6 separate regions of the Mus musculus genome follow, and all the other regions are linked to region 1. The links are chromatin contacts, called in public Hi-C and HiChIP or PLAC-seq maps. All regions are on one chromosome and are shown on one strand. The core of a region is the stretch at or near the end of the contact, and the rest is flanking DNA. Distances in the headings are between cores, read along the strand shown.

Evidence for each region. HiChIP or PLAC-seq counts read pairs in DNA pulled down with a chosen protein or histone mark. A called contact is a pair of places that touch in the nucleus more often than the background predicts.
Region 2: a contact with region 1 is called in a CTCF HiChIP or PLAC-seq map of the NIH/3T3 cell line, with 5 read pairs. The contact joins two enhancer-like sites. A contact is called at or near these places in 1 of 15 datasets of contacts at CTCF or cohesin (the NIH/3T3 cell line) and 1 of 115 datasets of contacts at active chromatin or transcription factors (CD8 T cells).
Region 3: a CTCF HiChIP or PLAC-seq map of the NIH/3T3 cell line shows a contact between it and region 1, with 5 read pairs. The contact joins two enhancer-like sites. A contact is called at or near these places in 1 of 15 datasets of contacts at CTCF or cohesin (the NIH/3T3 cell line) and 1 of 484 Hi-C or Micro-C datasets (the C2C12 cell line).
Region 4: a contact with region 1 is called in a Hi-C map of uterus, with 7 times the contacts expected there. The contact joins two enhancer-like sites.
Region 5: a FOXA1 HiChIP or PLAC-seq map of pancreatic cancer cells shows a contact between it and region 1. The contact joins two enhancer-like sites. A contact is called at or near these places in 1 of 15 datasets of contacts at CTCF or cohesin (the NIH/3T3 cell line), 8 of 484 Hi-C or Micro-C datasets (3T3-L1-derived adipocytes, the C2C12 cell line, adipose-derived mesenchymal stem cells and 3 more) and 2 of 115 datasets of contacts at active chromatin or transcription factors (embryonic fibroblasts and pancreatic cancer cells).
Region 6: a contact with region 1 is called in a BATF HiChIP or PLAC-seq map of CD8 T cells, with 9 read pairs. The contact joins two enhancer-like sites. A contact is called at or near these places in 1 of 484 Hi-C or Micro-C datasets (the N1E-115 cell line) and 1 of 115 datasets of contacts at active chromatin or transcription factors (CD8 T cells).

The regions. Positions count from the first base shown.
Region 1 is chr15:62,696,721-62,700,484 of GRCm38.p6, reverse strand. No RefSeq gene overlaps it. Among named protein-coding and RNA genes, the nearest start is that of Gm41333, 29 kb to the right of the region's middle. Within about 2 kb of position 1,689, at least 72 of the 459 cell types and tissues checked have an H3K27ac peak or open chromatin away from gene starts, as enhancers often do. A contact at or near this core is called in the C2C12 cell line, CD8 T cells, the NIH/3T3 cell line and 5 more, where this site is marked.
Region 2 is chr15:62,220,803-62,224,566 of GRCm38.p6, reverse strand. All of the region lies in intron 2 of Pvt1 (Pvt1 oncogene), which reads right to left. Among named protein-coding and RNA genes, the nearest start is that of Pvt1, 180 kb to the right of the region's middle. Within about 2 kb of position 1,701, at least 62 of the 459 cell types and tissues checked have an H3K27ac peak or open chromatin away from gene starts, as enhancers often do. A contact at or near this core is called in CD8 T cells and the NIH/3T3 cell line, where this site is marked.
Region 3 is chr15:62,259,805-62,263,568 of GRCm38.p6, reverse strand. Pvt1 (Pvt1 oncogene) reads right to left here. Exons shown (of 5, transcript NR_132747.1): 5 at 3,354-3,764. Among named protein-coding and RNA genes, the nearest start is that of Pvt1, 220 kb to the right of the region's middle. Within about 2 kb of position 1,873, at least 79 of the 459 cell types and tissues checked have an H3K27ac peak or open chromatin away from gene starts, as enhancers often do. A contact at or near this core is called in the C2C12 cell line and the NIH/3T3 cell line, where this site is marked.
Region 4 is chr15:63,119,421-63,123,184 of GRCm38.p6, reverse strand. The region is part of intron 3 of Gm30159 (a long non-coding RNA gene); the gene reads left to right. Among named protein-coding and RNA genes, the nearest start is that of Gm30159, 24 kb to the left of the region's middle. Within about 2 kb of position 1,739, at least 3 of the 459 cell types and tissues checked have an H3K27ac peak or open chromatin away from gene starts, as enhancers often do. A contact at or near this core is called in uterus, where this site is marked.
Region 5 is chr15:62,326,823-62,330,586 of GRCm38.p6, reverse strand. No RefSeq gene overlaps it. Among named protein-coding and RNA genes, the nearest start is that of Pvt1, 290 kb to the right of the region's middle. Within about 2 kb of position 2,161, at least 150 of the 459 cell types and tissues checked have an H3K27ac peak or open chromatin away from gene starts, as enhancers often do. A contact at or near this core is called in the C2C12 cell line, the NIH/3T3 cell line, adipose-derived mesenchymal stem cells and 3 more, where this site is marked.
Region 6 is chr15:62,391,141-62,394,904 of GRCm38.p6, reverse strand. No RefSeq gene overlaps it. Among named protein-coding and RNA genes, the nearest start is that of Gm41333, 280 kb to the left of the region's middle. Within about 2 kb of position 1,849, at least 86 of the 459 cell types and tissues checked have an H3K27ac peak or open chromatin away from gene starts, as enhancers often do. A contact at or near this core is called in CD8 T cells, where this site is marked.

The DNA of each region.
Region 1 (3,764 bases), core at 440-2,939:
GCTTGATATGACCCATAAGACCATACCTTCCTGAATCATGTGTGAAAGATAATTCCTGATCAGTTTTTGCAGGGAATATCCCTAGTATAAGTATAGCTATTGGTATCTACAATTCTGTTCTTTAAGCTTTGTTTCTCCTCTTTTCCTTTATTAAACGACCACTGCTCTGAATGTTCAGTTCAAGAGCAAAGTGGGTGCTTCATGAAACTTCCACTTGCTTCGTCCATTGTGTTTGCTTCTTGATGTCTAAGTTCTTGTGAGTTAGAAACCCTCATGCTCTGTCCTGAAAACTGCTTCTTCCCAAACACTCTCCCTGAGGCATGGGGAATTTAACCTCATATACTCATCATTTCAGATGCGACCAGGCATCTTCAGACCATTATGTTTCTATTGGAATTTGGAACAACTAGAAAACCAGTGATGCTGAATTATCTCAACCCTACCACCAAAGAAACATCGCAGGAAACGTGCACAAAACAAAACAGCTTCCTTTTAGGCTCACATCTCCTCCTGGCAGTGGGTACATCAAACGCTAGCGAGCCCTTTGTCCTGGTGCCCCCACTAGATTTTTCTCTTCAATCGATTTGACTTTGGGAGAAACAAAGGTCTTTAAGTATAAAAGTGAGTGACAGAGAATAGGACACATCACTATCCCTCTTGTTACAGCATGGAGGTTTAGTATTATAAGCTCATAAGGATTTTAGAAGTACTCTTTACACACCTTTTGCTTGATAGCTCTGGAAACTGAAACCAGATCAAACAGAAATTTAATTTCTTATTTTTTTCTGCCCATTTCTCTACACATTGACACAAACATACACATTACACATGCACATAAACACCCAGTGTCCCCCTAGCCCCCCCTCTCTCCCTCCCTCCCTCCCTCCTTCTCTGTTTCTTTCTTTCTCCCACTGAATCTTTAAATTCAACCAAGTAAGTAAACCACAAGTATCAAGAATGCAAACATCTTATGAGAGATGCAATGATCTTCATGTTAAAATCTGATGGGCTGTCACATTAAAATATAGCAAAGTGAATAGAAAAGAGGACCAGGAGTCCACCTGATGTAGCTCTAAGGATGTTTTCATGCCCATCCACTGAGTGAACCTATATAACTTAGTTAATGCCTTTGGGTCCCATTTTCATCTCCTAAAGGAAGAGTTTTAATTGTGCCTCACAGTATTGCTGATGGGTTCACACCAGATTCTAGGTGTGAAAGTGCTTGCGCTCCATCTACATGTAAGAAAACACACAACAGAAGTGTCTTTGGGCACACAAGGTGAGGCTCAGAAACCCCCAAAAGATGAAGTGTTGCTAAGTGCTCCAGTGAACTAAAGCTAAGTAAACAGTCAGAAACCATCAAACCTTCAACAACAAACCGATATTTGGGCTAACCACACCCAACTCCTACAGCAGCTTGCAAGGTACATACAAGGAAAAATACCATAACTTTGTGGATTTCTGGGTGGGAGAAACATATCTAGGAACACAAAATGACAAGCTACTAGGCTTCAGGAAGTAGCAGGTGTCCCCAGGGAACATCAAATATGAGTCAACACACCTCTTCTGGTTCCTAAGTTTAACTGCAGGCCTTTGGAAATAGAGAGGCCATTCCTAAGGCTTATGAGGAACCACAAGACCTGCTTTCTCGTGTGTGCAGCCTGAGACTCTGAGCCATTGTCCCATGGGAGGCCACTGGCAGCCTCAGACAGAGCAAGCTGAGTTGGGATGAGCCATGATACTGAGTTCCAGTAAAACCCACAGAATGTTCTGAACTTATGACTAAGTCTGAGCAACATAAACAAGCTCCAAAAACCACCTCAAGAAGGGTGGCTTTGGTGGTGTGGCCTGGTAATCTCTTTTCTCAAAGGAAGGAAGGAAGGAAAGAAGAAGAAAAGGAGAGAGAGACAAGAGTCAGAGAGACCTAGAGAGATAGAGATAGGGGCACAGAGAGGCACACAGAGACAGAGAAGAAAAGGTCTTGTTTAAAAGAACCAAGATATTCTACTTTACAGTTTTCATTTTTTGATAGTGACGTATCTAGCCCCCCCACTTTTTTGATGCTAATCTCTCTGTTTTGAGCTCTCACAGGAAAGTAGTTAGCTGTGAGTGCTGGAGCCCAGGGCATCCTCAGGACCACCATGGGGCCTGGGTGGGGTTGAACAGATGGTGTGCTTGCCTGCTACTCCCTTGAGTCAGCCAGAACAGCTTCCTCTTTTATTGATTTTATTTTATTGGCCTTCCTCACACTTTATTGGAGAAATACGTGTATAACAAGCTCCTGCTGTTTTTCAAAGGAAGAAAGTATAAAAGCAGAATAAATAATGATATTAGCTCTGAAGTAGCAAGAACTAGTGGGTACTTGTTGAATGTGTGCCAGGTACTGCTTTCAATTTAAAATCCTCACATGACCCCAGAAGTGAATGCTCTCATCAGTACCCTCCTAGAGAAGGGCAGAATAAGATACAGAGAATTTGAATGACTCTACTTATGTGAGTAAGCCAATCATTAGCTCAGAATATAGTTCCTACCAGCAGGATTGATGTCTGCCCATGTGTTCTTATCTGATACAGTTTATTGACTCCTTCACCAAGGCTTGACTTGTGTTTCTATTCTCAAAGTAGACCCAAGGCTGTTGCCTGACTTCCCCTTTCTATCCATGGTCTGCACAATGTTCGGCCTACATTCAGATACTGTTCCTTCAGTAGAGTTTCCCCTGGATACTTCATTGAGAAGGAGGCTTCTTCTGGTCAGTCTGCCTCTCCTTTACTTTGCTCCATTTTTATTCTTAGCATTAAAAAAAAAAACTGATCTGCAAAATCTATGGGCTCTGTGTGGTCTTTGGTCTATGGACCTTCTTAGCTCCTGAGATCAGTGACTTTCTCAGTTCCCCAGATCACTGTCCATCCCTAACAACTGAATTACAACAAAGGCTTGAGGAAATAAACATGTAAGAGAGTATAACAGTTGTCAAGGAAAGAATAAAGAAAGATATGTGGCAAGGAAGATCACTTGGTACTGACTGGAAAACCCAGAATGAGAGGTCTAATAACTTAAGACTAGAATCATGTGATGTGGAATGAGACGACAGATGATGCTTCATTTATTCTTTTGTTTTTGAGATAAGGGTCTCAGATTCACAATGTTTTTGTAAGGATTAGGTGAAGCAGGATGCACCTGTAAATAGATCTTTGTTGATGGCTTCCTACATTTTCTACTCTAGACCTGGTTCTGGAGATATAGCAAGCGTATAAGAGGAATGTGTGCTGAGTTAAACCAAGTCGAGAGTGGCTAAACTGCTATGGGGAAAGCACAGAAACAGGTGCAAAGAAATGAGCATCCATTTGGTCATGTGACTATGGCTCTGGCCATAACGTCTCACCTTGTGTACCTTTTCAGTCTTTATTTCTGTCTGGATAAAATAAGGTAGGGCAATATTTGGTAGGCATTATTTTTTATCTCTGAGATCTTTTAAGACCAAACCTAGCATTACACAGTTGATCTGCTTTCTCTCACATTTCTGAAAGCAAACTACCCAACCCTCCTTATTGCCAGGGACTAACTATTCTGTTTACTATTTGGTTCCTAGGGTCCAGCCCAAATAAAAATTCTGAGTATATCTCAGATTAGAAAATTACTCTGGCTGGCTGGACAAGAAATGCTTATATATACAATAGGCAGTCAAATCATTATCTTATCTGGATCTCTATGGGTCGTTCTGGGTAGATGAGCCTCTTGACTCACTTGGTCAAAGGAATGCCATT
Region 2 (3,764 bases), core at 452-2,951, 480 kb after region 1:
TTCAGTATCTGTGCTTGGTCATTGAGAAGGGATATGAGAGTTGTCAAAATTGAGTATGACAAGAAAACCCAAAGCCCCAAGATAAGGTTGATCGGAGAGAGAAGAGACAGATGGAAACAGAGATGTGGGGCTACCAGGAAAGAAGCAGAGGGAGAGGAACTGCTGATGGGAAGGGGTCCCGGAAGAAAGAAAACCACTTCTCTTTCCTTTTGATGAAGCAAGATTATTACTTGAGAGCAGAGCTGGACAGGACAGGACAAGACTTCCCAAAAATCAGGAAGGAAAGAAGCCTGATCGTGGGCCTTTTATACAAGTCACATTCCCAAAGCATGGAGTCAACCAGGTCCATGATGGTACCCCATCTGCAGTGAGCTTTTCCTCAGAACAGGTCTCGGGGTCTGCATAAACTCTTTTCCTTCAGAAAGCCATGGCCTTGAAATTGAGACCCTCAAAACTAGTCATGGGAGAGATAGAAAGATCTGACATCACTTCATCCTGCTATAGACAAAGAAACTGAGGCTTTAAGGGGACCACTTGGCAAGTAACACAGGGATGGCACGTTCTGTGTAGACCTTCTGTGTAGATACTGTCTGAATTAGGAAAGTACCAGCAGTGTGTCAGAGGGAGAACAAACTCCAGGTCTGTCCTCCCGATAGAAGCTGAGCATTTCACAGTTCAGTCACCCTGTGGATGCATCCATACAACTCAACTTCCAGGACAGAGCACAAGGCACAGAGCCTCTAGGAAGCTGACTTGGGAGGAGCATAGAAGCGTTCCAACAGCTTGGTTTTAGTAGGAACAGAGATACCCTACCCTACAGAGCCATTGCATAGAAAGCCAGGCTTTGTCCATGCAGCAGGGGATTGCCTGTGCTCCTAGAAAGGGGAGCCTGACACAGGCTGGGGCTCCGCCTCCACCCAATGTTGGCCTGCACCATTATGAGGTTCCCCTCTTCCTTTCTCACTCCCCTCTGCCTAGTCGCTATCAGAGCATCCACATGCAAAAATCTCTAAAGGACCCACTTCTGACAAGGCAAGCCTAGCAGGCCTGGTTGTCATAAGAGATGAAGGCCAGCTGATGCCTGCAACAGCATCAGCTGTCCACTCCTAGGCATCAAGCCCTTCCCACCACCCACCGTGCCAGCCCAGGACATAGAGGTCTGGCAGCCATTGAAAAGAAAAGCTCCTATCTCTGACTCCTCAGCCTCTGATAAGAAATGTCATCCCTTGCTGGGTAATATTACTCTGCTAGATAAGGATCTCTATCTCCTCCAACATATGGCTCACTACAGAACACAGGGTCTGCTGGAGCAGGATAATTTATGCGCTTAAGCTGCAAACCCTGGGCAGTTTGAGAAGTGCATCGAACAGAACAAGAGTCAAATTATAACCTCTTCTGACCTGGCCTTGGGATTCCTCCCTGAGAAATGACAGCAACCTCCTCTACTCTACACACAATAAGCACTTTCACCCTCCTGCTGTCTCTAAAGGGCATTTGCACCAGCGTTATCAAGGCTCATCCTCACCAGGACCTCCAAAGCCGCACTTAAGTCTTCTTTTGCAGATCAGGAAATTGAGATTCAACAAGGGTGAGTAACACAGCCAAGGTCACCCAGGCAGCCGTACCCAGAGCACAGACTCAAACCCCAACAGATCTGACTCACCAGCACACTGTCAGATGGGGAGGCTGATCCAAGCCTCTGGGTTGTCTCTGCTCCAACAACTAAATCAATTAAGTCAGATCTGCCCAGGCTTAACTGGCAATGTCAGCTCCACACTGTAATCTCAAAGGTCCATTTCGATCATTCACCGCTCCTGATTTCTCTGAAGCCTGGGAAGGATGAGGAAGCCTTGTTGAGTCAAGATACTCAAGGAGAGGAAGGGGGCAGGGATGGGACCAGAAGAGGGAGAGAGGAGAGTGGGACTTAGATACTGGCTTCATGCACTCAAGGAGTAGAAGGTAGAAAGAAATTGCGGGAAAATTCTCTCTTCTCTATTGATTCATTCATTCGTTCATTCATTTGTTCATTCATTCGTATCCCTGGACAATCCATTACATGTCCATTCTGGCTTGGCCCTGGTAATCTCACTGTATCTGTAAGCAGTGCTAGACTAGACTTCATGAAAGACTGACAGGTCAGCGAAGAGACAGAGATAACAGAACATGACAGGGGTACCGTGTCTGCAGTAGATTGAATGGCTGATGTGGGGGACCGTGGCTGTGTGTTAAGGAGGAGATGGAAGTGAACCTCACACTCTGCTATTTTATACCCTCCTTTAAAAAAGCCAAGTCATCATGGCTAAGATTGGTGCTATTCTTTAGAGTGATTATTTCAACCATGTTCTGCATTGCCTCCAAGATCCATTAGTAACTACAATTGAACAATTTTAATTGACAAATAAAAATTACACATATTTATGGTATATATAATTGGTATATGGTATATATAATATGGCATATTTTATATATATATGCACATTGTAGAAGTCTAAATTCAACTAATTAATATGTGCATAAGTCATATACTTTTCTTTCCAGCTGACTCTTTTAAATAGCTATATAGCATTTCATTTTATAAAGATGTCCCAATTCAATAACCACAGCTAATAAAACTGAAGAGAGAAGTTACCCAGCCCTTCGCTAGGCAATCTCTAGGAGCTACTTCAGCTCCTTAGGGTGGCCGTACCTAAGACATCTTTCAGATATCCTTCAGATACATGAAGGATACAAGATGCGGTTAATTAATAACAGACTCAAAACCATCCTGAGTTATCACATTTGTAGAATCTCTCTTTGGTCCACTTGAAAGTGAGGAAAGTAAGAAAGGAGAAATAAATTTAGTGTTGTGGGTGGGCCACTTATGGAAAAAAGGACTAAGATGGGTCAGGGTGGATGGCTGGTTCTAATTTCAGTCTCTTTTACTACTGTCATGTGACCTTGATGTCATTGGGGACCTCAGCTTATCCCACGGCAGAGTGGAATAGGAATGGACCTGTCAGACAACGTCCATATTTGAGATTAAGCTGTATGTTTGATAGTCACACTGAGGAGTTATGGAAGCTATTATCTAGGCCTCCTGCAACTGCAGAGAGTGAAGGAGACTCAGGTGCACTCTTCCATGAATTTTTACACAGGGGAAAAGAGATCAAGGAGCAGTCATGCCGGCTACATGAAAGTTTTCCTCAGGCCCACCGCACGGGTGTCAGCAAGGGGACCAGGTGGGGCCAGAGATAGGGCAGGAGCTCAGGGTGTGACAGAGGGCTGCCCAGAGAGGCATTCAGATAGGCTATGCTATCTGTGAACAATAGAACCGTTGTCCTGGACCCGAATCTGACAAGAGGGGATAAGACCCCCGGAAACACAAGCCCAGATAACTAGCCAGGGTGGCCTCTCAACACCATCCCCAGCCTGTCTGTTATTTCATTTATGCCATTCATTCATGCACCCTACAGTGTGTATCAAGCACATACCCAGAATTGTATTAGAAGGTGGAGATATGGTGATGAGTGAGACTCTTGGCCCCACTGTCAGGAAGCACAAAGATAAGAATGACTAGTAAGGACCCGTTAGCCTGAGTGTCCCAGAATACAATACCAGAACACATCCTCCTACTTTCAGAAAAAGGTCCAAACTAATGATGGGATGGGACAGGAAGGATGGAGCGGTGACTAGCCAGTAATGGTCCTAGAAGTCCACAGGAGGCAGAAGAGGACCCAGTGGCTCAATGGCTCACTACCTGTCTTAATGGCTCTCCTCTATACCCC
Region 3 (3,764 bases), core at 624-3,123, 440 kb after region 1:
GAGGAAATGGAGAAGACCTTCAGTATCTGAGGCCATAAGACACTGAGCAGAAGCACGGAAGAAGCAATTGGGGGACATTTGACAGAAGTCAGGCCTGACAAAGGAATGTTCCAAGTACTTGACTGCAGATAGGAGAGGGCAAACAAGGATCAAAGCTATGGATAGGAACAATCTGGAAGACAGACAAGGATTTGGGTCACAAGAAGTCAGTTTTCTTCCCATAGTGCTCCAACTGGGATTTTAGGTAGGTTGTCTCCCTGTTCTGATCCCTAGACTCCTCTAGGACTCAAAATAACAGCTCACAGCTTACCATCTCCAATCTCTGAATTCTAGTATCAGCTTCACTAACTTTAAGTTCCTGATGTTGCTGGCTAGGAAGAGTACTGTAAAGACAGGCCATGCCTTGGAACTCTTTCTAGAACACAATGCTCTTCTCTGTAGATTATCTCATTTTTCTCTGCCACATTGCACCAAAGCCCTTGGATTTCTGGGCTTCCACTCTTCTAAGCAAACCTTTGTTTGAGTGTTCCCAGTCCCAAGGCACACACACTGACCCTGCTCCAGTCCCTTCTTTAGACCATTCTCCACTCAGAAGCCACAGTGATTTTAAAATAAAAGCCTGGTGTCTCTCAAACCTGTGGGCCCACCTCCCCTTTCCCTGCATTGCCAGCTCCTTCAAACCTTGGCTTGACTATCCTGTCCCCAGAAAGAGACTCAGTTGAAGCCCATGCCAAGTGGATGTGTTCTGCTTTAATTCTCTTTCCCTTCATTGCTTATCTTTGTTCTTCTTAAACCCAAGTTAGTTATCTCCTTATGTTTCATCTGAAATTTGACTCGGATCTGTGTCCGCCACTGGCCACATGCTCAGCCGAGCAGAGCCTCATCCATCTTGTGTCATCGTGTCGATCACCAGAACCAAGCTGGTGGTGAACCAAGAGCAGGTGTCCAGGTGCTATTTAAATAAATGCACATTTGCATAAATATGTAAAATATTTAACAAGACTTTTTAAAGAAAGAGGAAAGGAAAAAGGAAGGAAGAAGAAAGAGAGGGAAGGAAAGGAGAAGGGAGAGGAAGAAGAAAATAAAGACAAAAGTTTAAAAGGAGGGAGGAAAGGGTAGGGAGGTGAGGGGGAAATGAGGAAAGAAGGAAGAAGGGAAGCAAGGAGAAAAAAGTAGAAAAGAAAGGAGGCTAATTTTGCTTATTTGAATATTCTTTAGTGATTATATGTCACTCTTTTTTTATTGGTTATTTTATGTATTTACATTTCAATTTTTATCCCCTCCCCAGCTTCCCCTCTGCAAACCTCCTATCTCATTCCCCCATCTCCCCTGCTTCTATGAGGGTGATCCCCCCACCCACCCACCCACTCCTGCCTCACTACCTTAGCATTCCCCTACGCTGGGGCATCGAACCTTTACAGGACTAAGGACCTCCCCTCCCATTGATGCTCTATGTCACTCTTGAAAAAAGAAAAAAAAAAAGACTGACATTCTGTTTCTGTGTATAGAGAAAACTGAAGGAGGCTTCAAGGTCAGTCGAGGTGACTATCAAAGGGGAAAGCGTTGAGTAAAGAAGGCTTCCAGCAGAGGAAGGCCTGGAAAAAGGTGGTCCCTGCAGGCTGGGAGGACATTTCTTCTGCTATGTGTTCACAGTGACCTGGACAGTATCCCAAGAGCCACCCCTTTCAGAGAGAGAATGACAACATTCTGCCAGGATTCTTGAGAAGATTTGCTTGGCGGTCTCTGAAAGAGGTCTCTTGGATTCTATTTCCTTCATTCCAAAGTGTCCCTGGAAGCTCTCTGCCTCAGAAGACCCAGGAGGAGCATGTGGCTCTGTGTCACCATGTGTTACCATATTTGGATGATCAGAGGGAGAGGGCCTGGGAGGACAGCCAAACTGCTCTTTTCTGGGTGGCCCTAAGTGAGTCACTTTACCTCAGAACTCTAGCTGCATGTAAACTGGAGTTCTGATTCTCTCTCCCCGTATACCTCTAAGAGGGCAAGGGTAAAGATATTGCTTTCTAGAAAGCAGCCACTCACAAACACCAGCAATACAAGTTCTGCGGGACTAGAATCAAGTGCAGGAGTTCATGCCTGTGCTAGGAGTAAAAACAAAACAAAACAACAGTGTTCTTGCTCACAGGTCCAGGACCTCTGAAGTTCCATGGCCAGGGCAGAAGCACAAGGGATCCTACTCTCAAGGACCTCTCATTGGAAGCTATTAGCCTACCGGCAAAAGTGTTCTCAGAGTAAGCCACCCTCTACACACTCAGAAACAGTTCTAGATCATTTACAATGGACCACAAATGAGACAGAGAAAGCTCACTGATCACCTGAAAATCTTGACTGGCCAACCAAGCTAAGCCTTGAGCTTGGCTCCTTCCCTGAGTCTCAGATATGGGGTTCTCAGTGAGTTCTGTAGGCTATAGATATCCCTGTGTAGTCTTGTGCTAGAGGTGGAGGAACTTGAGAGCTTATTATTCTCTGGATGGGGGAAAAAAGAAAAAGAAAATTGTCTAATAGCTATATTATGCTGTGACTCTGACCCATAGGATTGCTTGGCTAGCAACAGGACAAGCAGCCTCCAGGACCAGATCTCAAGGTACTTCACAGATGCTTCTTAGCCTAGGAAGATGTCCCTCACTAGGCCAGAAACAAGGTCCTACCTAATTAGCTCTCAGTGGTGGCTGTTGACCATTATAGAGATTAAGAGCACATAGCAGAGATCTTTTTAAACGTCTCACATCTAAACTATAGTAAAGATTCTAAATGTTATCTAACAACTCTGTTGTGCTCTGAGCAATAGACATCTCATGCTTCAGCCACCATGAGAACCAGATTAGTGGACATTGTTGTGGCCATTTTAATGATGGGGGAGTTGACTCCAAGAAGACCAAGGTGCCATTTGGGATGCTGGAAAAGAAGAGCACTCTGTATATTCTCTATTCTCTCCTGGACTCTGTCCTGGACTTCCTAGCATCCCAGCCTTTGAATCTATGAAGTAGACTCTACTGTGTTATGTCCATTTTAGTTCCCTGGCCCTCTTATAGGGCATAAGGTCAGTCCCTAAAGAAAAGGCCAGCAGTTAACAGGTGGGTTCAGTTTCTCTTTAGACAGAAATGAAAGTAACACCTTACAAGGGAGAACAGGGCCAGGACAGAGTTAAAAGGACAAAATAAAGTGACGATGAAACTCTAACTATCATAGAGAAAGCAAGCAAAATATGGACCTCAAGGTGACCAGCTCACTTCTGATTTCTGACTTATAATTGCCCCAAGCACCTGCGCAAGAAAAAACAAAATCCATGATCACTGTCAGACAAGGTGGCCTTGATATGTAAAACAGGAGCCCAATTTTTGTAACCAAGTGCCACATAGTTTTTATTTTAGGCTTCACGGCCATATCTCTCTCATGACTATTAAATTTACCAGTGCGGGAGCAAAGAAGCTCGACGACATCATATAAAACCGTGAACACCGCCATGTTCCAATAAAACTTTAATGCAAGCAGGAGGAGTTGTAATTAGTCAGATCCTGGTTTAGAACGGGCACAGGCAACTATCCAAGAAGATTGTGCCAGGAACTCCAAAGACTCTACTATCTCTTCCAAAACAAGTGTTTACCAGTCAATCGCCAGAGCCCAGGCCCTACTCTAGGCTCTGGGATTCAGCACATAGAACACAGGCAGGAATTCTATTCATACCCCTTACCAGGAGAAGCATCATCCGCACTCCTCAGATAGGAAACAAAGATGCTGGTAGGGAA
Region 4 (3,764 bases), core at 490-2,989, 420 kb before region 1:
TCAGAATCACTATGGGAACAGACCACTTCATGTGACCATGGGGGAAAGGTCACATGAAGGTCCTGAAAGGTTTACAGAGAAACAACGTTGACCCAGTATATGGGTGACACCATTTAATGGCATAGGATCCAGGAGTGAGTAAAAGGGGAAAGTCTGTGGAACCCTGACCTTCTCTACTTTCTGACTGTCCACACAGCATAATTGGCTGCAAAATGTTCCTTATTTATTCTTTCTCCTCAGTTATAGACTGTACCCTTAAATTATAAGTCTTAATAAGCTCTCTCTTAAGTTACACATCTTTGTTATTTTGTCATGGTAATTAATACAGGTTCAACCCAGCATGTGTGCAATGTTTATAACGGCATGAGCATATTCTTCCTGTTCATCTTTGGCATTAACTGGATGATCTTCCACCCATTCATGTCTGCTTTCAACTTGACTATGGCCCAAGTTTGTTATAGTTGCTGAGACTTCACTTATTTTCCCTGTCTAATAACTTAACTTGATGCAGGATGTCTTCTATTTTCCTTGAGGGCAGAATATATACAAACAGTGATCTCTTCTTTCTATAAGAATCATATTTATTGGCATGACTGGGTTATTATAATAAAACTCCAATAATCTAAAGCATAGTTTCATGAAATGTTTATAAATAGCTATTAAATGTAAACACTGTACTAATTGCTGAAATCATAGTCCTTAAACACATGTATTCATTTTCCCACTTCAGATCTCTCAGACAATCGGAGCCAATTAAAAACCTAAACCAAATTAGGAGCTTTCAAGTGACAGAGATTTGCATGTGACTTGCCCTCCACATCATAAACACTTTTCAGGCTCTAAATATGTGCAGTCTGTGCAAGTATGGTGACCATAGCATCTCTGAGCCCTAATTTCATTTATAAAGCAAATACAAATCTAACTATCCCTAAAGTCATTTGGATTAAGTTATAGTTTCTATGAAGTTCTTGGCTGTTATCAAATCCTCAACAAACAACCCCTTTTTGAATTTCCACTCCCCAACACTTGGCCTACTCATCCTAGCTTCCTGAGTTTCAGTTACATCAGAAAATGAGAGGAGCTCATAAATGAGGAAAACCTCTACACTTTTATCTCATCTGATTTTTACCTATCAAGAATAATTCATAGTTCTACTAATCCATGTTTTTCTAAAGTGAACCCAAAGTTCTTGTATAAATCAACCCTAACCAAAAGCAAAACAGAATAAACAAAGAGAGAAGAACAAAAACAGAACAAAACAAAAGTATAGATTCCCTCCTGATTACAAAGATCCCATGCTCCAAGCTCATCACTGTCTGGGTCACTGTGATTCCTGTTACTAAGGCTACAGAGTCTGTTTACAAGAGGAGCACATCTTTAGCGATTTTAAAAAATAAAATGTAGGGACAGACTGTACTTCACTGAGGGGAGAAAAAACCCACAAGTGCATCTGGGAAGGCTTCGTCTGACAGACCCTTTAATTTCAATAACAGTATCATCTGGAAGTGCAGCAAAAGGGGACTTAATTTCATATTTGGCTTGAAGATGAAAATCTCCACTTTCTTTCATTTGCTAAGAATCCCAGTGCAGCAAAGTATATTTGTAAGAAGAGCCAAGAAGACACAAGGGGTTCTTTTTTTTTTTTTTTTTTCCTCTTGAGTCTTCTGTAGATTTGGATTCATGGGAGTGCAGGAAGGGAAGAACACTTACCAGAGAGCTCTTAGAAACACCCAGATGTGCCTGTAGGAATTCCTGGTCTTGGAGTAATGGGATAGTGAGGCTTGTCCACATGAATAGAGGTTAGATCTAGAATGAGATCCAAGGTTAAAGGTTTATATCAGTGATACAATTATTTGGCACAGATAGCGAACAACAACAAACAAGCTGGAAATCAAAGTCGCTACCCCATGTGGACAGATCTCCTTTCCCATAAGAGTGGGAAGTATTGCTTCACACACTGTCAGGGGGTCTATATCGCCAGGGAAGCAAACTCAACTTCTGCCTTTTCCCTCCCACCCAAGAACTTACGTCTGCTTTTAGTTTATGAGTTAAACGACTTTTTACTTTCCACCTGGTCATCATGGGCTGCTCATATCTGGTTACATCATCTCCATATAGACAGAAGTACTGGAAAGTATGCAAAGAGAAAAAATGAGGCTTTACAAAACATGGCATATAGAAAAACTATAATTTGTGTGAAGGAATATTGCTCATCTAGAACCAGGAAACTTGAAGAAAGCAACATTAAGTAAACAGAAACTACAGGAGTTTGTCCCCAGAAAACCTGTATTATAGAAAGAATGAAAATATTTCTGCCAGAGGAGAAGAATACAGATAGAAATTTGCATCTTCAAGATGGAATGAAGGGTTAGTTGAAGTAGCAAAGATTTGAGTTAAAAATATAGTTTCCTCCAAAATATTTGATTTACTAATGACTATTTAAGGCAAATTTATACCATGGTATAAAAATGGTAATGACCAGTACAAAAATCCAAAGGCAATGGGAAGTAGGAGTAGGTGGTTATAAGATCTCTATGTAATGAACGTAATGAACAAGTGGAAGTGGGCCTTACATTCTTTTTCCCACTCTTAGGGCTCTTTTCCTTTTGTTGGGTTGCTTTGTCTTGCACTTACAAAAGAAAGTTCATTCCCAGATTTATACTCCCAACTTAATAACAGCCTAAATTATTTTCCAAAGCAAGTTATAGACAGCAAAAACTGTCTTCTGACTTAACTACATCATCCTCAAGTCACAAATTCTGATCATTTTATTTATCCAGCTGATGCCAAATACTGATCATGAGATGCAGAACTGTGAATGAGAATTTGAGGTTTACATCTTCTTGTTTTAGAGACATGCTCTCTCATTAAACTTGAAGGTCTCTACTTGGTTAGACGGGCTGACCAGTATGCCACAGGGGTTTTCCTGTCTCTACCTTCCAAGCATTGGAATTAGATGCACACACAGCCACATACAACTTTTATTGTTATATGGGTGCCAGGGATCCAAAATTAGGTAAGCAAGGAAAGGTTTACTGAGTTCCCATCTGTTAGTTTTTGAGATATGTAGTCCATGCTGACTTTGCGTTTTTAGTCCTCCTGACTATACCTCTTGCTGGATGAACATCTGTCACCACTGTTCTCAATTCTCAATTTTTGTTAATACCAGCTGCAAACATTTGGAAAGTAAGCTGAAAACATCAGTTCCATTTACAATACAGTTCACCTGACTCCATGGTTTTTAAACTTTTGTTCATGAAAGTCTTAAATCTTCAACATGTTGCCTCTAAGAGGCCTCAGTACATTTCTTCTCTCCAGGATCTCATTCCAAATATACACAAGAGAGGGTTTTGAGCCACAACTATTCTGCTCCATGCCACAGTCTTTCTGAACCAAATGTACATGGCTGGTAGTACATACAGCCATGGTATCTGTTATACTTTTTTTGTTTTGTTTTGTTTTTGGGGGGGGGGTGTTGTGTAAAGAAGAAATTTAAAGAAGGTGCTAATAGGAAAATCTGATACCAACAAGCACATGTGACAAAAGAAGAGACTTTGAAGTTGTATTTGCTGCTGAGGTTTTAAATCTCTTAAATACTGACTCTAATGTTTAACACTTCAAACTAAAAGTCTAGGTAGATGCATGTACTGTGGACTAAAGAAAGGTCAACAATGATTCTTTACTGAGGGGTGTGTGTGTGTGTGTGTGTGTGTGTGTGTGTGTGTGTGTGTGAGAGAGAGAGAGAGAGAGAGAGAGAGAGAGAG
Region 5 (3,764 bases), core at 912-3,411, 370 kb after region 1:
TAAGAAGTGCCCTAATATTATCTAATCAGTGCAGAATCAAGAGTGTTGGGCAAAGCCAAAACTGCATATTCCAGGAATTATTGAAGAACAATTCTAAGTGGTATATGAAATATCAATCACTGTTAGATCATCTGACAGTTACTTTAGCTGTGCAGTGTGGCTATAAAATTCAGGCCCTTGCTTAAAAGTTCTGGCAAGACTGGGTGTGTTCATTACTCTTTAGCATACCTGTGCAGGTGTGCATGTATATGCCTATGTGGGTGTGGATGTGACTGTGTGTACATGAGTATATGAGTGTGTATTTATGTGTGAACAACTCTGTGTGTACCTGTGTGTGTGCAAGTGTGTGTGTGTGTGTGTGTGTGTGTGCGCGCTGAATATGTTGGGCTAAAGAAGTTAGTTCTGATCTGTGTGCCACACAATATATCAAGGTGAGGGGACAATTAGGACAAGTCCCTACACTCCAGGGACCTAGAACAAATCTGTGTGTGTGTCTGTCTGTCTGTCTGTCTTTCCAGCTCCCTTCCTTGTTTACTGAGCTCTTACTATGGAACAGGCACTGAGTATGCACATCATTTCACTGGTTCCTAATCCACATTGTAGCAACTACTCAAAGGCTCTTATTCCTATTTCTAAGTCTACCAGATGTTAAAAGGCAGAGTACAACTTAAGTCTCTGTTAAAAGAATCTCCCAGTTCTACTTCCACAGGCTAATAGCGGTTGATAGTAAAACCATCTAACAAGACACGGATGTCAGCCACATAGCTGCTGCTGTATGAATAGGGTAGGAGCCACACCTGAGTTTGGATTCTTGCTCAACATGTAGTGACTCTCTGTGTGTGTGTGTGTGTGTGTGTGTGTGTGTGAGAGAGAGAGAGAGAGAGAGAGAGAGAGACAGAGAGAGAGACAGAGAGAGAGACAGACAGACAGACAGACAGACAATCAGAAAGGCTGATGATATAATGGTATATTTGGGAAACTATTTAAGAACACATAGAGGCCTACAACCCTGAAAGGACATCTGTTTCAATCCCCTTACTTTATAGTTGAGAATATCAACACTATGTAAGAACAAGGGCACAAGAACTCCCTGCCTGAACTCCTCAGGGAGAGATTGACACCAGTAGGACCCCTGGTTTCTGATACCCACTTAGCTCCTTGCTTTTTCTGAGATTTCATTCCATGTCACAGGCAGGCTTTCGACTGCCCTTCCTCAAATCAAAGGAAATATCTGTTCCCCACCAAGCAGATTCTTGTGAAAGAAATCTTGTGAAAGCACCTCTCATCTGTTTTCCCTCTATCTGTGCATTGATGGAGGTCAAGTGAAGGTCAGGGAATGCCCCGATGACTGGACTTCTGGGTCTCCACACCCAAGAATGCAGCCAAGCTTCAAATAAATCAGACTGCGAGCAAGAATTCAGACGGGCTCCCCCAAGTTCCAGGCTTCCTTTTCCTGGTAGAAGTCATCAGCTGTCTTGTTGCTAGGAGACCAGTGGAGGTGGAAAGTAAAATAGCCATAGTTTTCTAACTTATCTGAAAATGCAGTTTGTCTTTGCTCCCTTGGGGGTTCAGCTTCCTTAAGAGCAGGCTATCACAGCCAGGCAGAGAGAGACCTTTCTTCCTTCCTTCCTCTCTTTCTTTCTTTCTTTCTTTCTTTCTTTCTTTCTTTCTTTCTTTCTTTCTTTCTTTCATGAAATGGATAGAGCTTTTCCTGGGCATAGAGTGTCATACAGCAGAGACCAGGGAGCTGCCAATTACTGATGCAATGTTTGGGAAAGAGTTGCTGAGCACACATGACTCAACAAAATATGACAATTTGCGTCCCTATCTCTTGGAAAGTTGTACTTATCAGAACCAATAAGAGCGGTGCGGTCAGTAAGCACACGGAGCTGTATTTATCATGAGGGAATTGAGTAGGAATTAAAGCCCCGAGGATTGTGAGTGGAGGAGATGATTTGAGTCACTATCTGTCCGGGACTTTCCTTTTCGGTGGCATTCCAATAGCACAGACCTCACCCTGGCAAACCATAGCATTGCTCAATATTAAAAACATTTGCCTGGAATGCAGGACATGTGAACTCAGACACCCCCTACAGCTTCACAGTGTGATCCCAGCATGCTGCATTCACTGTAAACACCACGGCTTTCAGGAGAACAAGGACAGTGCCCAGAGGTGACACAAACCACAGGCAGAGAGTGTGGCAACAAGAACCTTCCCAGCCTTCGCACAGCACTTAACACCACCCCACTGATGACCCTGGCAGAGATGGAAAGGGATCCCATGGGAGGAAACCAGTGCATTCTTTTACCCTTAGAAGAAAGTAAGAATGGAAACTGATTTCCTCTTTCTCTGGTGGTGTGCTTGGTTGTCTGAAGCAGAAAAGTATAACTGAAAGGAAGGAAGCAAGGAAGCAAGGAAGCAAGGAAGCAAGGAAGGAAGGAAGGAAGGAAGGGAGGAAGAGAGAGAGAGAGAGAGAGAGAGAGAGAGAGAGAGAGAGAGAGAGAGAGAGAAGAAAAGAAAAGAAAAGAAAAGAAAAGAAAAGAAAAGAAAAGAAAAGAAAAGAAAAGAAAAGAAAAGAAACGAAAAGAAAAGAAAAGAGAAAAGAGAAGGAAGGGAAGAAGGGAGAAAACAAGGAAGGAGGGAGAGAGGGAAGTAAGGGGCCACACAATTTACTCCCAACAAACGTTAGGAGAGTAAATAATGAGGTCATCAAACTCCCCATCCTTTTCTTGTCTAGGGATCCTCCCAGTTCAGCTGAGACAAAGTAGCAACCCTTGTTAAACTTGCTAAACTGTGAGTGAGAATATAACTCTGCATACTCTAAAGCCTATTTAATCTGTGCAGTGTCTGCCAGAGCTCAGGGGTTTGCCAGTGCAGGGCTAAAGGCAGACACAACATTTCTGACTGACTACAGCAGGTCACTGCCCACCCTGCCCCCACCACCACTTTCAAAGTCAGAAGAGAAACTCTCCTCACACACTGCTGACTGCTCAGGCCAGCTGTCAAAGACGATGTCCACTCTTTCACACAGGACAGCAATTAGCCAAAATCATCCCAAATTGCTGCCACTGAAAATCTCTAATTGCCCATCGGGGTTTGTGGTTTTGTCTACAAAGAGAGTCATACAGAAGGGGCAACTAAAGGGCTGTGCAATGAGGGTTTCTAGGCAAGCTTAAGCATGCGTCTTCCGAAGCAGAGGGTCAAGCTCAGGAAGACGAAAGACATAGAATGTAAAGGTGACCTTTATAGTCTCAAACTCTGGAGGAAGTAGAGAAGCATGAGGTCAGAAGACAGGCTCATAATCCCACTGACATTGGCAGATCCCAGCACAGTGTTGGTTGTAGACTATGTGACATAGTCACTATATTTAAGGAAGAATCAAAATGTGGCGTCAACAGAAGAAGTGTCACTTCTGGAGTTCACTCATACCCATCATATATGACCTTGGGTAAGTCAAGGCTTCCTCCTGGGACGATCTTGTCCTTCTTCTTAGATTTTCCATGTTGGGTTCCTCCCGTGTGAAATGCCTCTCCAGCATTTCCTAGGAAACTGTTATCCCCACTATTCTGCTTTGCTCCTGGTGATGGGATCACCAAAGAAACTCAGAGGAGGATGGTAGTATTCCAGCTTTCACTTCTAGGCCAGTGAACCAGTCAAGGCAGCAGGAACTTCTAAGCAGCTAGTCAAGGGCAGGAAGGGAATGAATACATGTATGATTGGTCAACTCAACTTCTCCGCTGCTAAACAGGCCTGGAACTAAAGC
Region 6 (3,764 bases), core at 600-3,099, 310 kb after region 1:
TAGCAAGATGTTTTAAATGATACATAGAGGAAGGTAGAGAAGAAAAGTAACAAAGACTGGAGTAGAGAAAAAGCAATTGGCATAACCCCTGAACAGATAGACAGAAGGAACTGTGACTTCTTCGAGGAAACTGTCCCAATCCGGTCCATTCTGCGTATTCCTTAAATTAGACCCTAGGCTCCAATGCCCAGCCACTAAATAAATAAATAAATAAATAAATAAATAAATAAATAAATAAATAAATATTAAAAATAAAAGTCTTACAAAGAGCCTGAGCACCTGGAAACAGATGTAATCCAGAAGGTTGGACCAAGTTTCACATGCCTCAGTTTCTTCTTCTTTAATATGCATATGTGCATGCCCCCTGCATATTGTTATGCTTTGACAACTCATACGACAGAGCCCTCAACAGTAGCAAAGGTTGAATAAAGGTTGGTGTCTCACCCATCATCACAGTTTGTTCAGTAAGAGTGTTAGAACTTCAGGCCAGCTGTGCCTTTCCACCTTGTTTCAAGACCAACTTCTGAACTCATGGGGTGGGGGGTGTAAGATAAATGAGGGTAGTGTATTTTTTAGATTTGGATAAGGAAATAATTTGGCAAAGGTCAGCTAGCTAAGAGCAAAAACTATGAACTATCTGGCCCACTGACCAGATTTTTGTCAATAAAACATTTTTAAGTAAACATGTTTTTTACAGCTTGAACTAATTTTATTTGCAAAAATGAACAAGTGGATAAAAGTCTTCATTTGCCCTATTGCTATAAAGTTTCACTAAAACACAGTTATACTCATTGATTTGCAAAAGGCTTTTGTACAAAGGCAGAGTACAATACCTAGGGCACAGAACATATGACCACAGCTAAAGTATATACCTACTCTCTGCCTCTGAGGATAAACTTTGCCAGCACTTGGTTTAAGATGCACATTGATTTATACATACATATGTTTGTACATACATACTTACATACATACACACAAATGCACACATATATTTGCATATATACATATAAGCATATGTATATGTATACAACTCAATAGAAAATGGACTCATGCACCTTCCTCCATGGATCTCCAAGGTGACAAAGCATCAATTGCATGATCACTTGAAGGAAGGTGACCCATATGCTACACACTTGCAACAGCGGGGAATCCAGCTAAGTTCTTCTCACCCTCCTTTTTAACTGGTGATTGTTGGCAAGTTTCACAAAACCAGAACATGGTTATCAAGTGGCAAGAATTGGGAAATTTAATTGGTTTCCCAATGATTAATAGTTGTTAGATGGTTAACCCTGTGGAACCGAAATGACTCACCAGCATCCTTGACTTACTGCTCTTGGTTTCATTAGCCTCGTTCCCCCCTTGCTGTGGTCCCCCTAGGAGGCCTTTGCTGAGCTCCTAGTATGTGTCTGGGGAAGCCACCAACTCCTGATGGCCCTAAAGGCCTCTTTCCTTTTTCTCATTTCTTTTTCTGTGGTGTCAGAGATAGAACACGGGGCCTCTCAAATGCTAGGCACACACTCTACTCTGAGCTCAGTCTTTGAGTTCTCTTTAGACAGGAGGTTACTATGTAGCCCAGATAAGCATAAAAGTTGTAGACCAAGCTAGACTTGGGCTTGAAATATCCTAATTGCCATGTAAGTGATACTGGGGTGCTTCTCTCTGTCTCTGTCTGTCTCTTTCTGTGTGTCTCTATCTCTCTGTCTTTCTGTCTCTCTGTCTGTTTGTGAATGAGTGTGTGTGTTTGTGTGTGTCTCAGCAGCTGAATAAAACACTCCTAGTTCCTGCTATGCTTCACACTCCGGGGTTCAACATTGAAGCTACTGATTGTGGTGATAACAGCAAGGAGGTACTAAAAGGACTGCCTCAGAACAATGCTCTTCATTCAGCTGGGTGGTTCACAGTCTGAATGTGAAGAAACTGGGCTCTCTGCATATTTCAAGAAGAAAGGACCTTAATACAGGAAACTAAAAGCACAACTGTTGTATAGGCTCATAATGACAAGGGACTCTGAAATGGCAGGAACTCAGGAAGCAGTGTGGACACAGATAAACCTCAACATGGGCAAAAAGAAGCAAATGGCAACATCCCATACCTCCTGCATGTGCTCCACTACAGCTACTAAGAATAGAGGCCATTGTTTCTTCACGACTTTCTAGTGAAAGTTGAGGAAATCTGGCCCAGAGGCAGAGTTCTCACATACAGGCAAGAACATAGGCAGAAGGAAGGAAGGGGTGTTGTTGGTTGGTACTCCAACATACTGAGAAATCTGAGAAGACTTCCCAAAGAATGTGGTGCAGAAGGCACAGTTTTGAAAACTTGAGGTCAGCCAAGCCTTGACTTGGTCAGTGATTCATCAGAGGAGTTTCCCTTTCTAGACTGCAGGATCCCAAAGTACGGAAGTGCACCCTTCCCGAGAAGAACTGCTCTTATGCAACTAAATGAAGAGGGAGCCATAAATAGCTTGGTTTGTTTCCTTCCTGGGGAAAGAGATGTAGAAGTTAGTTATTAAAGGAAAAATCAATAACCATCGTCATTGAAACTGTAAGTATAGAAGGGGCTTCTCTCCCAATATACTGTACAGGTAGTTGGGAATTGTGTTAAGAAAAGATTGTTCAAGGTAGGAAAGCCTGTTAATTACAATGACAGCAGAGCACTGAATAGAGATGAGATCCCTAGGTCCTCTCTGGATATAAGCACCACCTCCCTTTTCGGTCCCAGTTTCTTTCTTTCCAGAAATACATCAGGAACAAACTCTCCAGAGAACCATTCCATTGACAGCTTACCTAGCACACAGGCCTCCGAGTTTAGATAGATTTAGCTCATTGTTCTTTGAAAACAAGGACCTAGCAGTGACAAGTACCTCCCACATCTCTTGCTAAGAGCTCTGGACAGCCCTGCCTTTGAATTCTGCAAGAGTCTTTGAGCTAAGTCTTTTACCCACATCTTCCTCATGAGGAAGCATGAACTAGGAAGGGTAGACTCGAACATCTGCTGCTGCATACCAAAGCTCAAGCCCAGAGGTGAGGAATAATTGAAGAAAGGAAAGTCCCTTATTGTATCTCTATTATAAGGTAACTGAATTCTAGTGGGTGTTTCTCAGTCACCTTACAGAATCATGAGGAACATTGAGTTGCTCTGTGGCTGTTTTTCCTACCTTTTATACCATGACCAAATAGGCAATAGTGGTGGCTCACCTTTCCCAAGAAGAGTAGACATCTTTGAGATTCCACAGTTACCTCCCAAACTCCATCTGCATTATTGTCTCAGAAGTATAGATTTAAACATTTAGTTGGTTCTTATAGACTAAAATTCACATGGCTTTCAAAGTTTTTGTTGTTGTTGTTGTTGTTGTTGTTGTTGTTGTTGTTGTTGTTGTTGTTGTTGTTGTTGCTGTTGCTGCTGCTGCTGCTGCTGTTACTGCTGCTGCTGCTGGGGGGGGGGCTGTTGTTGTTGATAATGATGATGTTGTTGTTTTTATTTTTCAGATATAACTTACCTTCCAGGGCTTTCTTCCTTGTTAGTTTTTATATTCTTCAACTTTCATTATGTATTAGAAAAATGCTCATCTTAGTGAACAGAACCTAGAGATACACCTCAAAAATAAAGCTACGAACACATTACAAAGACATGACCCTTGCTTCTTCCATTGGACAATGAGTTTATCACATTCTTTTTCCCTATCATGCCCCGTCTTACCTTGCATTTGTTACTAGTTCTGTGACGTTCCAGATCATTTTCACATTAAGATTTGAAACATTATAAAC